Linked DNA regions of Zea mays: region 1 is linked to region 2. The links are chromatin contacts, called in public Hi-C maps. All regions are on one chromosome and are shown on one strand. The core of a region is the stretch at or near the end of the contact, and the rest is flanking DNA. Distances in the headings are between cores, read along the strand shown. Region 1 has its middle 130 kb from the start of LOC100217236. Region 2 has its middle 190 kb from the start of LOC103641072.

What was found. Hi-C and Micro-C count contacts between places; a contact is called where the count stands out from the background.
Region 1: a Hi-C map of bundle sheath shows a contact between it and region 2, with 3 times the contacts expected there. The contact joins two enhancer-like sites. A contact is called at or near these places in 2 of 25 Hi-C or Micro-C datasets (bundle sheath and ear).

The regions. Positions count from the first base shown.
Region 1 is chr10:49,995,534-50,002,574 of Zm-B73-REFERENCE-NAM-5.0, forward strand. No RefSeq gene overlaps it. Among protein-coding and RNA genes, the nearest start is that of LOC100217236, 130 kb to the left of the region's middle. Within about 2 kb of position 2,923, at least 17 of the 20 cell types and tissues checked have an H3K27ac peak or open chromatin away from gene starts, as enhancers often do. A contact at or near this core is called in bundle sheath, where this site is marked.
Region 2 is chr10:49,438,615-49,445,649 of Zm-B73-REFERENCE-NAM-5.0, forward strand. No RefSeq gene overlaps it. Among protein-coding and RNA genes, the nearest start is that of LOC103641072, 190 kb to the left of the region's middle. Within about 2 kb of position 5,502, at least 4 of the 20 cell types and tissues checked have an H3K27ac peak or open chromatin away from gene starts, as enhancers often do. A contact at or near this core is called in bundle sheath, where this site is marked.

The DNA.
Region 1 (7,041 bases), core at 1,673-4,172, 550 kb after region 2:
AAATAGTTACGGGGTGGTAATCGTAAGTTTAGGTGGTTACACGAATTATAAATGTGACAATTTCTTACGTAACGAAACAAGAGATGTTGCACTTCCGCAGGCAAATTTTTCCCCATACTAGTGTACTGGTATTCATGGTTCTAGAAACAAAAAACAAATCCGGGGTTCATGCAAATTTTTCGGGCATGAAAAGGCCAGGCTTCCCCGATCTTCTATGGAAATTTCATGGCCCTGCTCACGGATAGATTGCTAGCACTCATGTCATATGCACCTCCAAGTTAATGAAAAGCGTACAGGGTGGAATGAATGCCCATATAAACATGGCTAGTATTTCTCCCTCACGAGCGCCTTTTCGTTTACACCAATCCAGCTCTAGATTAGTATGAATTAGAATTAAATCTATACCACAATCCATGTCCCAAAATAATCTAAGCATACTCAATTTTTTTTATTCGGTTAAACCCATCATAGATTATAACCCAAGAGTTTGGGAATTTTTTAAACTACGGAAGGTATGAATTCTATCCATATCTCATTAGGTATGGAACAAATCCATTAAGATATTGCACAAGTTTATATTAAAATTTATGGATCAAAAGAATAGCTAACTTTGATAGGTACATGGATTAAATGATGTATTTAATCTCACTATTGAATTGTGTGTGATATATAGATTCATCCAATTTAGATCCGGATTAAATCCATGTTAGGATTTATTTCCTTGTAACCAAATAAGGCCTGAGTTGACTGACTTGCAAGATAAATGTCTCGTTTTAACATCAAGGTACTAGAGAAAACTGAAGAGAGAAGTATACTGAGCATGGCTGTATGAACACACATGATTATTTGATGCCGCGACTATCTGAACTTAATATATTATAATTACATTAATTCATAAAGCAACTGCTAATGAACTGACAATAGACCATACGTGTCAAAAAGCATCATGTCTATATAGAAAATTAAATCTACATCAAACGCTAGAGAGAAATTCACTGTTTCTTTAAGTGAGGATCGAGGACGAGGGTTTGATAAAGACAGTAGGGTGTTGTAGTGTAGATTTACTCAGCAGTAGTCATGTGGTTGTTGCAAAAAAAAAAAATGATTATTCACCCTAAATCGTGTATGTTCTGCTGCGGAGTGTGGTTTTGAAGACACCATATTCCCCATTCACCGTTATCATGACGACGTCAGGAATGGAGTAAGCCTAAGATCTTCCGACATCAAGGAATAGAGAGCTATCTTACTGAAACCAAGTAGATTGTTTTTTTCTCTTCTGTTCAGCTTTTTAGGGTTTAGGGTATCTGAAGGTGTCACCGATCCGGAGTATGAGAAGATTTAAAGTGAAAGGGAAGCTGTTCCCTCGCTTTATTGGGCCATTCTTGATCCTAAAGTGAGTGAGAGAAGTTGTCTATCAACTGGAGTTACCTAACCATCTTACTTTATAATTAAAGAAGTGTCTTAGGGTACCTGAGGAGCAGCTACCTATGGAGGACCTTAGTGTTCAAGATAATCTGACTTATAATGGGTATCATATCAAAATCCTTGATACTTTGACTCGTGTTACAAGAAGTAAAGTGATTAAATTGTGTAAATTGCAATGGAGTCATCACAGTGAGGATGAAGCTACATGGGAAAGAGAAGAAGAGCTACGAGTAGATTTTCCCCACCTCTTTCCTAGTTTTATCTAATCTCGAGGACGAGATTCTTTGTAAGGGGTGGATTTTTAATACCCATATTATAGAACTTATAAAAGAGTTGATCTCGTTATATGTGTTTCCATCCACTGATCACTTCATGGAAATAATCACTTTTAAAGAATTAAAATAAGGCACACCCATAAAACCATGTATCATGTGGAGTTCTCATGTTTGTGCATTTAATACTGGCAAGATTAATAAAGATGTGCTAATGTCCAAATTAGGATTTAACCCAAAATTTCAATTTAGAAAATTTGAAGATAACCTAAAAAAGGAAAGAGAAAATGCTACCCAATAGAAATAAATTTATTATAAATCCTTCCCATAAAAGTATGTACACTTATTTTGAAGATAAATGATCCACAAAGTTGAATTTGAAATTTGAAATCTAAAAAGAAAAAGAAAAGGAAAACATAAAATGTAAAGGAAAAGGGGAAGAAACCAACCTGCGCTTGGGCCTAATCCATCAGCCTCGGCCCATTTGCGTTTCTACAGTAGCCAGCCCACACTTTCTATCGCGCCACACGCGCACTGACTTGGTGGCCCCACCGTCCAGCAGCCCAGTGAAAACCCATCTCTGCTTGTGCCAATGCCGCGTGGGACCCACCCGGCCCAGCTCTACCTCCTCCCCACAACGGCCTCACCGAAACGCTTGGAGAATCAAGCCGGCGGATTCATCAACCGCCCGTGGGTCTCGCTATGGACGTGCCTCCCCAGCGACATAAAAGTCTTCCCTCGCGACTATCCTTTCCCTATTTCCCCCTGCTCCTACATAATCATCAAGTCGTGACGCGCCGCCAACGTGAACCACTCCATCCCTGGCCGGTACCCACCTCGAGTCAAGCCGAATACTACGCGACCATCCCTTCCACCAGTGGTGATCGCGCGAACCGGTGCTCGCCGAGCTTCTGGAGGTACGCCTCGGCGTGGTACCGCGCGCCATCGTGGCCTTCAACCCATCCGCGACGTTGACAACCCGCTCGCTTTAATCACGGTAAGCTTTCCCCTCTGTGCCCCGACGTACTCCCTGGTCGCGCGTAGCTCTGGCGCGTCCTGGCCGCCGCCGTTGGGCAACGCGCGCGCTAATGCCTGATGTGGAAGATGAATGCGTGCCATTGATCCAGCCCTGTACGGTGGTGATCGGACGACCGTAGCCACTCAGTCAGATTGATGCGCGACCGTATATATCTGATCGGGTGGTTGTAGGCTCAAGTCGCTCAAGATCCACTTTAGATCGTAGGATCGGGATCCAATGACCTCGATTGCATACCGACTCACAACCACGTCGGTCTAATCTAGCTCGTTCGCATGTGATCCAACGGCCAGAATCTCTACGTACCACTTCGACCGCGCAGTTTTATAAAGAAACCCTCCCGCGGTCCGTCCTGGTAGAAGTCAGAGTCTAAGGAATTTTTATGGTTTAGCCCCTGGCCTTTCCAGTAATTGGCGCGCAGTCCAGTAACCAGGGAAAATGAGAAAAACAATATAGAAATTGATTCTTAATACAAAAGTAATTCTAGAAACTTGTTTAATTCATAATAAATTCATTTTAACTCCAAATTGATCCATTCCAGTGGCATTAATTTTGTTTTAATGTTGTCCATCACCTAGTATCTCTGTTTAGCCATGAAACTTGGACTAAAATTATTCACTTGAATTACTCTATTCTAGGTATTAAATAACTTTAGAAATTCATAACTCGATAACAGTAACTCCGAATTTAGTGATTCTTGTTCCTACGATCTCGTTACGACGCGTAGAATGTTATCATGCATTATGTTCTACTATTTGGTACAATGTTATTTCATGTTATACCATGTTTGTTTGTATTGTTGCGAGTAGACGAGCCAGCCATTGAGGACCAGGGGTTCAGCAGGTGGAGACTACTGAGCAGGAGCTCGTTGAAGGCAAGTTGTGCCCTTGATCACTTTTTTTACCCAATCATGTTCTTGTTATTCATAATGATCTGCATAGGTTAATTTTGATGGGACCCAATAGGTTACCCTAGTTTGACTATCTTTATACCTTGTTTAGCACTGAATTTTTGGGTAGTACCTATTATTGCTTTATATGGTTTTGGGTATGGAGATACACAGTATTCATGGTCACACTTTTATTATCAGTCTATTATTTACTGTTCATGATAATATCATTATGTTAATTGGAACATGGAGAACCACCCGGGCAAATAGTGCTACCACAAGGGTGGTATGGGATGCCCTTGGCTGACTAATTAGGAAAGCTAGTCGATGACTACCTTACCCGAAAGGGGCAAGGGCAGTAGGGGAGTGGTCTGTGTAGGGAGGCCCTTGGGTTGATTTTGCTGCGATGGCGGTCAGGCGAGGGGTACCTGCATTGGAGCTTCCTAGAAACTGTAGCGGGTTTTCTGAAGCTAGTGGAAGTTTGTTAAGGCCTCGTAGTGTTACCCTGCCTCGCTTCCTTGGTAGAGGTGTATGGGAAGTCGCGATCCCTTGGCCGGTGGGTAACATGACTTGTGGGTAAAGATGTGCAACCTCTGCAGAGTGTAAAACTGGTATATCGGTCGTGCTCACAGTCATGAGCGGCTCTTAGACTCACATGATTAATTTATGGAATTAAATTCAATTTTGTCATTTGCATCACATTGGGATTTATTATTATTTTGATTTACTATTACTATGGTTTGGTATTTACTTACATTTAGTAAATGCTAATAAAATTTGACCAACATATTAAAAGCAATGCTCAGCTTTAACCCTTATTTGTTGATCAGCCTTACACTTCACATGAACTCCCACTTTTGGTGAGTTCATGCACATTATTCCCTATGACTTGTTGAGCTATGATCTTTTGTGAGCTCACTCTTGCCCTACAATGAAGCATACGAGTTGATCTAGGTGGCGTCTCCTAGTCAGCTTTGTGGCACCAGGGAAATAATAATTAGTTCACTTTATTATTATCATTTATTTTTGTAAGACTTCCGTTATGTAATAATGACATTTATGATATTTATGACATTTATATCTATACACTTTGTCATTATATGTGATGTTCTTCCTTGGCGCACATATGAGACGCACCCGGCTTTATCCTTTAAATCCGGATGTGACAGAAGTGGTATCAGAGGAAATGTTGACTGTAGGACGAAACCTAGAAAGGCCTAGACAAAACCCTTACCTACTTATCTTACTCTGATTCTTTCTATACTTTTCTTGATCCTGTCTCACCTTCTAGTGTTCTACTCTGATTACTCTTACCATTTCTATTCTAAGACAAGGAGGATTTCACACTTTGGAATCCTACATCCATGACCCTCTAAAGAGATAGGAGACCCAAGACAAAATTAAAATTATTTTCTCTACTTGAAGTAAATTGTTGTTTGTTCTGATGGTAAATGTTTGATTTGCTTCTTTGATTGATTGAAATAGTATAGCAGGGCACTCTAGCATGTACCACCATAAGGTAATTAGAATGAGTAGGTGACACACTAATCTACTTAGCTAATAGAACCCCAAAAGATTCTGCTTCACAATTACTCTTCTATTCTACAATTCTATCTTACCATGTATTTCTAACCTAGATGGTCAATACCAGGAAGGGAGGAGGAATTGATCTACCTGCCAATCCACACAACCAGAGGGTACTTAGACAACAACAACAAGCAGATATGAATCCTCCAAATCCTCCACCAGCCGGAACTGATCCAGTGGTTGCAGATGCAAATGCTGCAACAAATTGCTGATACTATGGCAAATATACATGCGCAAATGCGGTAGGAACGCCAAGAGATGCGCCAGGAAAGGCAAGATATGCAGGAGGAGATGCGTCAAGAAAGAATGGGGCGATAGCAGCAACCTCCATTGCCACCACCGCCACCACCACTTCCACCCTGGGACAAGCACTGGGAATTTATGAGCCACAAGCCGCCTACCTTTGCCAGCTCTCCAGATCCTCTACACGCCGATGACTGGTTGATGTCAGTAGAGAAGATGCTAAACATTGCCCAATGCTCCGACCGGGAGAAGGTTCTCTATGCTTCTGGTCGTCTGACTGGTCCTGCTGCTGATTGGTGGGATTCTTATACTGCTGCCCATGACGCTGCTGATACTATCACTTGGGTTGAATTCACCACACAGTTCAGAAATTACCACATACCTGCTGGACTGATGAAGATTAAAAAGAAGGAATTTCTATCAATAAATTAGGGCAGCATTTCAGTTAGTGAGTACCGTGACAAATTCATTCAGCTATCATGGTATGCTCCTGATGAGGTGGCTGATGATGAGAGAAAGCAAGAGCACTTCATTGAAGGACTCAATGGGCCAGTACAATATGCACTGGTTGCTCATACCTTCCCATCATTTCAGAGGCTGCTTAACAAAGCTCTAGCTATTGAACACAAGTGTGTTCAACTGGGTGACATGAAGAGGAAGGCCGTTACCCAGGGGCAGGGTAGCAGCAGTATTCGTCCTCGCTACGTTCCGCCCTAGGGTACACCAGCTCGTCCAAGAGGAGGACCGTGCCCAGCTCAGTACGCTCCACAGGGGACTCCATAGACACCCACACTCGTCAGGCTGCCCCCACTGGCACCCCGGCGAGGCCTATAGGACAGAGGATAGGCCCTACATGCTTCAAGTGCAGTCAGATTGGGCAATATGCAAATGCTTGTCCGGTGGGGATTTCCAGCACACTAGCTCCAAACAAGCAACCGACTCCTGGCAAGGGATTCAACATTGGCAGAGTTAATCAAGTCAGTGCTAAGGCCACTGTTGACGGAGAGGACATCGCTATCGGTATGTTTTATATTAATGCAATTCCAGCAGCATTATTATTTGATTCTGGAGCTACGCATTTGTTTATTTCTGCTCGATTTGCCACCACCAATGAATTACCACTTCAAAATATGAAAACACCAATGGTAGTAAGTACACCTAAAGGACCTGTTGAAGCAAACTATATGACATAGATTAACACTGACAATTATGGGAAGGGAATTCCGGTCTACACCTATAGTATTAGAAGGAAGCAGTATAGATCTGATACTTGGGATGTCCTGGTTAAAGAAAGCAAAGGCAGCTATACACTATGCTAAGGAAACCGTAGAACTCACCAGTTCCAAAGGGGAAAGATTTGAAGTTGAGATTATGGTAACTGCTTCTACCAGACCTGCCATATTTCTAGTAGATGGAAAATTTGTGGGTAGAAACATCCGAGTTGTTAGAGACTTTCCAGACGTCTTTCTTGAAGAGTTAACCGAAATGCCACCAGATAGGGAAGTCGAATTCATCATTGATCTCTTACTTGGTACTTCTCCCATTAAAAAAAGGCCATATAGGATGTCAGTGGAAGAGTTAAAAGAACT
Region 2 (7,035 bases), core at 4,252-6,751:
CGGCTCGCGCACGTGCAACGGCCGCCCCGCGAACCACTCGCCCCGTCGCATTAACTCCGCGGCGGGACAGGCGTCGCCTCTGGCAGGGGAAGCGAGCGACGCTTCGCCTTCGCCATAATGACCGCGTCCAAAAAGGTATGCCACGTCGTTCGATTTTGTATCCTTTTCCTTTTCCTCTTTCTCTCTCTTACAACAGGGACCGGGAAAGGGGGATACCCCGAAAAGGATCCTTCTCCGTGAAGGAAACAGGCTCCGAGCCTCCCTACTGATCAGAGGTTCGAAGGCTGGCCCCTCGGAGGGGTTTAACACCCGCCTCAGAGCGCGTGGGCTCCACACCCACTACTGGTCAGAGGTTCGAAGGCCGGCCCCTCGGAAGGGTTCAACGGCCGCCTCAGGCTACTCGGGCTCCGCGCCCACTACTGATCAGGGGTTCGTAGGCTGGCCCTCGAAAGGTTCACAGCCGCCTCAGACACAGAGCGAGGGATGACCATGGGTACGTTCGATACATAACCAAGGCTCGGGCTACGCTCCCGAGGTACCCTAGGACATTTCCGAGACCAGCGGGAACGATCTTGTAACGGAATCCCATCAGAGGGAGGCATCGAGCCCTCGGACCCCGTCGACAGGGGACCAGGTCCGGCAGATCACCCGCAGGTACTTTTGGGCGCGCCTCCGGGCGTCTAGCCGACCCCTAACAAATGGGGCACGGACGTCCGCTCGGATTACCCGCCAGCAGCTCACCGGAGACACCATGTTCGGCGCCCTCCGAGGGCAACATGGCGCTTTCCCCCCTCCTCCTTGCGGAAAGGCGACGCAGGGGCGTATGTAAAAAAAGTCGAGTCTGTCCCTGACCGTCCTCTCGCCCTGTGCGGAGGCTCGGGGGCTGCTCTCGCAAATCTGGCTCCGGCCAAACCGTTGACAGCGTCAACATACCAGCCCGAGAACTTGGGACCCGACCGTGCACCCGGGCTACGGCCAGCTCGCATGAGGGAACGACCAGACCAGCCGAAGCATTGCGCACGACATTAAGACCTCGGAGGAGTCAAACCACTCCTCCGAGGCCTCGGGGGCTACACCCGGCGGGTGCGCTCGCGCGCACCCACCGGAACGTGATGCAACCGAGAAAGGCTGGTCCCCTTGCAAAAAAGTGCGACAAAAGCCTCCAAGCGAGTATTAACACTCCCTTCGAGGCTCAGGGGCTACTGTCGGGGACCATAATTAGGGGTACCCTCAAGGCTCCTAATTCTCAGCTGGTAACCCCCATCAACACAAAGCTGCAAAGGCCTTATGGGTGCGACTAAGTCAAGGATCGGTCCATTCGAGGGACTCGATCACGCCTCGCCCGAGCCCAGCCTCGGACAAGGGCAGCCGACCCCGGAGGATCTACGTCTCGCCCGAGGCCCCTCTCCAGCAACGGGCATACTTCCGGCTCGCCCGAGGCCCAGTCTTCGCCGAGAAGCAACCTTGACCAAATCGCCGCGCCAACCGACCAAATCGCAGGGGCATTTAATGCAAAGGTGGCCTGACACCTTTATCCCGACGCGTGCCCTCCAGTCGACAGAGCCGAAGCGATCGCAGTCACTTCGTCGCTCCACTGACCGGTCTGACAAGAGGACAGCGCCGCCTGCGCCGCACCGACTGCTGTGCCACTCGACAGAGTGAGGCTGACAGGCAGCCAGGCCCGGCCTCAGGCACCATAGGAAACTCCGCTCCGCCCGACCCAGGGCTCGGACTCGGGCTCAGCCCCGGAAGACGACGAACTCCGCTCCGCCCGACCCAGGGCTCGGACTCGGGCTCAGTCCCGGAAGACGACGAACTCCGCTCCGCCCGACCCAGGGCTCGGACTCGGGCTCAGCCCCGGAAGACGACGAACTCTGCTTCGCCCGACCCCAGAGCTCGGACTCAGCCCTGGCCTCAGCCGACGGTCTCCGCCTCGCCCGACCCACGGGCTCGGACTCGACCTCGGCCTCGGAAGACAGACTCGACCTCTACCTCGGAGGAGCCTCCACGTCGCCCAACCTAGGGCACGAACCGACCACGTCAACAGGAGGCGCCATCATTACCCTACCCCAAGCTGACTCAGGCTGCGGGGAACAAGACCGGCGTCCCATCTGGCTCGCTCCGCCAGATAAATAATGATGGTGCCCCGCACGCTCCATGATGATGGCGGCTCTCAGCCCCCTTACGGAAGCAAGAGGACGTCAGCAAGGACTCGACAGCCCCGACAGCTGTCCCTCCGCGAGGCTCCAGCACTCCTCCGACGGCCACGACGCCACACGAACCAGGTGCCAAGACCTCTCCGGCTGCCACGATGGCATGTACTTAGGGCGCTAGCTCTCCTCCGCTAGACACGTTAGCACACTGCTACACCCCCCATTGTACGCCTGGATCCTCTCCTTGCGCCTATAAAAGGAAGGACCAGGGCCCTCTTAGAGAGGGTTGGCCGCGCGGGAGGACGGGACGACGCGTAAAGTCCCTCGCTCTCTCCTACGCGGACGCTTGTAACCCCCTACTGCAAGCGCACCCGACCTGGGCGCAGGACAACACGAAGGCCGCGGGTTTCCCCTTTTTGCCTGTCTCCCTCCTTTGTTCCCCCCTTCGTGCTCCGTCTCGCGCCGACCCATCTAGGCTGGGGCACGTGGCGACAGTTTACTCGTCGGCCCAGGGACCCCCGGTCTCGAAACGCCGACATCTTACTAGTAGTTTTTCCTGGTTTTAGATTTGCCTAATCTAGAGCATCCACTTGTCCTGGTCTAGCTTTCTTTTAGCCAATTCATATTTCACTTGTCAACTACGATGAGTGGTCGGAGGGTAGAGTCTCCATGACCGAGGAGCAACGACGATTCGAACCGATTATACCCAGCTGGGGATCCCTAACCACACGACATATGTAGCACTTAAACCTTGCATATGTCAACCGTTCCCACAGATCCTCCACAACATGAACCGGTCCGTGCTACCCGGGAGCACAGTACTCCTCCATCCACCCTCTAGCCAGGAGGGTACACGCTACTCCCACCATCTCCCACACCCAGTGCACGGTTGTCTTTTCACGTATGGAATAGCCTGGTTCAGGCTTACCGAAGCATGTGGATAGTTGAAAGGTCTCCACCACAACAGGCCTACATCGAATGGTCCTTAATCGACACAGACGGGCGACCTTGTCCACTCAGCGTCTGGTCTAGATGTATTCAAACCATTTTCCCATTTTTGGTACCCGACAGGGGTACTCTTTTCCAAATGATGAACCCACTCTGGCCGAAGTGGAATCATCACCATAAGTCTGCTTTGATTTTTGAAACGAAAGGCCCATAACCAATGTTCCACGATCATTCTTTTTGAAAACAAATGATTTTTCAGTTTCTAAGCAGGGCTAAGCATTATCAGTTCTTTTTATAAAACCGGGATTAAGGAGTTTCCAAGGAATGGTAATGCATCAATTGTTTATCACACAACTCCTATCACCTAATGCATCAAATAAGGTGAAAAGCATTTAAAACACAAGGAAGGGGCGAATGCACCGGGGCTTGCCTGGAATAACACTACGTTAGTGTTTGTTAGACGATGTCCGCTTGACGAGTATCTCTCGACCGAGCACTTGCTTAATTTAACCATCTTCAGGTTGGTCCATCAACTTCATCCTGCGGATTCAGCCCGTGCTTGGGGTCGACTTGGCTCGTCTTCCGCATCACGTGATTATTTATCGTACCTCATGAGATGCACGATGCACATGTATGAGCACAAGTAGAACGAGTATAAGATAGATACTCTATACTAAAAAGGATGAAACACTTAAAATCAAGCATTAAGCACCATGGATATCATAGCAGAGCATCGACTACATTCATTAACCAAATTGACCTAATAACACTAGAAAATCTATTTTTATTCCTAGCTTTTTATTATCTCTCTAAACTGTGTAACTTAATTACTTGATTTAGCGAGCTATCTAAATTGATCATCACAATATACGCATGCTAAATTAATAATATTTACTGGGACCAACAATTATATTTAATCTATTTATAGACCTAGTTAACGGGAATACGAATCAACTTACCCTAACTAATTCGACGCGATAGTCGCAAGCACGACGATGATTTCCGGTTGACGTCTTTGATCACACATGTCTGGCGAGTGATGTACACAACTTTACTTCTCGATCAGACACCCATGGGATTTATTTTGTCGAGCTGGTGACGCGTGACCAACACCAGAGTGTCTTCACGGCTTGGGGGCTTGGCGTAGACGAGGATGATACTCGATGACTTGTTCGAGCACTTGGTGAATACCATGCTGCTAGCTTCGTCTTCACCCCACGCTTGGGATTTCATGACGATGCACGGAACGATGACGGGATTATGTCTAGAGCGAGCTGACGAGGTGGGGTTGAGCAGGGGATAACGGATTCGACGACTCGACAACAAACGTGAGCACGCGCGCGCACGAATGGGTCGGACTGGGACCAAAGGACGATGAACGTGCAGAGCTTCAAACTCACGCGCGCGAGATAAACAGACGCGCGACCAGAAACTTAAGCATCCGCGACCGACGAACGGCGCCGCAAGGAGCAAGACGAGCTCTACAGCATTGGCAACGGCACATCATCGACAAGAACACTGTGCGCAGCCAAGGGTAACTTGGGCGAGCTGGGCGATGGCGCGCAGACACCGGCAAACTCGACAGCGGCGACCAGGGCGAGCGCAGCAGGGAGTAGGACAGCCGCGGTCGGCGAGCACCGGCAGCGAGGGCGCGGTCCGAGCGCAGGAGGGATGGGGCGCGCGTGCACGGAGCTCGGCAGGAGCGTGCGCGCGCAGAAAAGGATCGAGCTGGAGCTGCGATGGCGCGGCTGGAGATTCGACGAGCAGGAGCCAGGCGCAGAGGCGAGTTCGGGGAGCAGCGCGCCGTCCACCAGCGCCGCTGTCACGGCGACGAGGCACGCGAGCAACAACACTGCGGCTCTCCACGACATCGTCACGGACCTGTGCGCACCTGGAGCTTCGATAATCACGGAAGCAGGGAAGCTCGCGGGCGAGCAGATGGACAGGGGCGCGACTGGGTACGCCATGGATTGGGCGCCTGGCGAGCGGACAAAGGGAGGAAGCGAGGGCGCTTGGGGGAGGAAAGAGAGAAGCAAGGGAGAGAAGGACCCGAGCCATTGGCGTTCGCGAGCTTGAGAGGAGATGGGGCGCCGGCGAGCCAGGGAGCCGGACGCGGCACAAGGAGCGCTCGGCCGGGGAGCGCGCTGAAGGAGAGATAGAGGAGACGCACTGGGGGAGAAGCAGAAGAAGCACCGCGGGGAAGAAAAATCCAGTGTGACGGCTGTAGTATCCAAGTGCTTGAGCGGCGGGATTTTTCTTCAGAACTGAGCGGCGTAGGGGATAAGAACAGCAGATGAGCGGCGCGGCAAAAAAAATCCAGCGACGGATGAAGTCGATGGCTGGAGAGGATAACTGGATAACTGGATAAGAGAGATAGAGTGATGTCGAGCGGTGGGAGGAAGATATTTTCTATTTTTTTTATTTATTTTCTCTTTTAACTATGTATAGCATCGATGGAGCCTGGAGTCTGAACTCGATATTGGCAGTGACTGTTCTTGGTCAGTTTCCGGAAGAGAAATGGTAAAATCCCCTAGCTACTATGCAGGACGATAGTACTACAAAGGAAAAACTAAACCCCCGGCAGATGGAAAGAGGCGGCAGCTAGAGATTTTTTTTTTAGATTTTTCCATTCCTTTATTTAACAGAGTATCGCAGATATTTTAGAATTGGGGATTTTTAGCGATGACCAAAGGATCGACGCGCTATACGAATATGCATATTATTTTCTCGAATTTTGAAATAGGAAACCGAATTGTCCAGCAATTATTCCGGTTTCGGTTTATTTGAACAGCCTGCCTCAAGTAGCGCATTTACCGAATTTATCGAGATTTCTCGAACCGAGCGAAATACTTAAGTGACAATTTTAGTTCGTCTTAATTGATTACTTTTAAATGGGCACTAGGCTCGACACTTCAGAAATAACTAAATTTTAAACGGTGCGAGCCGAATGTGGCATCGCAATCGAAATTTCCCCGAGAAGACGTCAGCTTTGTCACAGGAGCGAGATATAGACCGATTAAACCTGACAAGATCAGATTCGATATTTTAGTCGACGTTTGATTTAGTCGAATCTAAACGAATTTCGCCTCCTATCCGAATTCGTATTCGCTTACTCGATAGATTTTAATTGGGCACAGGACTCGCAAATTTTTGGAACAATTACGTTTCGAATTTCGCGAAGACTTAGGAAGAGTCTAAATAGACAGAAACAGATGCGATATTAAAATCGCGATAGGCGAAGATGATTAAAATTTAGCATCTGTTTTATCCGCCACTATCACGTGTTAAAGTCCGCATTCGTGGACGATCAGACGATTAACACTAGGGGTGTTACAGCCCTCCCCCCTTAAAAGAATCTCGTCCCGAGATTCGGAACGAAAGACTTCTAAGGGTAGAGAAGCACGTAACCCATGTCCATATCAGCGATAATCATAAGACAGTTCCAAATAAAGGCAAGTGTCTCAGAATGTTGTTTCTCTAGTGGACATAACATGTATCACCTTAAGCTAATTTAGAAATGTCCACCAAGAGAGACGATGTCTGCCAGAGGAACACATAAGTTCCAAGTGTGCAGTTTGCTTTTTTTTCTAATGACATTGTACTATCTGAGTCTATTGGGCGAGCGGTAAATACGCGATTTTACCCAAATAGAATCAGTAGCAACCTCTCGGGTAAAGCACACAGAATGAGGTTTACCAACAAGTGGTCACGATAAGTTCATAGCACATGAGATGGGTGTGGATGTCGAATACTGTCGCGGTTAACATAAGGCTAACCAGAGAATTCAAGTCCACGAAAGATGATAGAGATTCAAGAAAATATCAATGAAGAGATCCATTGATGTTGACTTCGCGACCAACCCATTTCATCAAATACTTAGCACGGCTCGACTTGATCACACATGCTGGAAAAGCACACGTGAGGCAATCGAGGC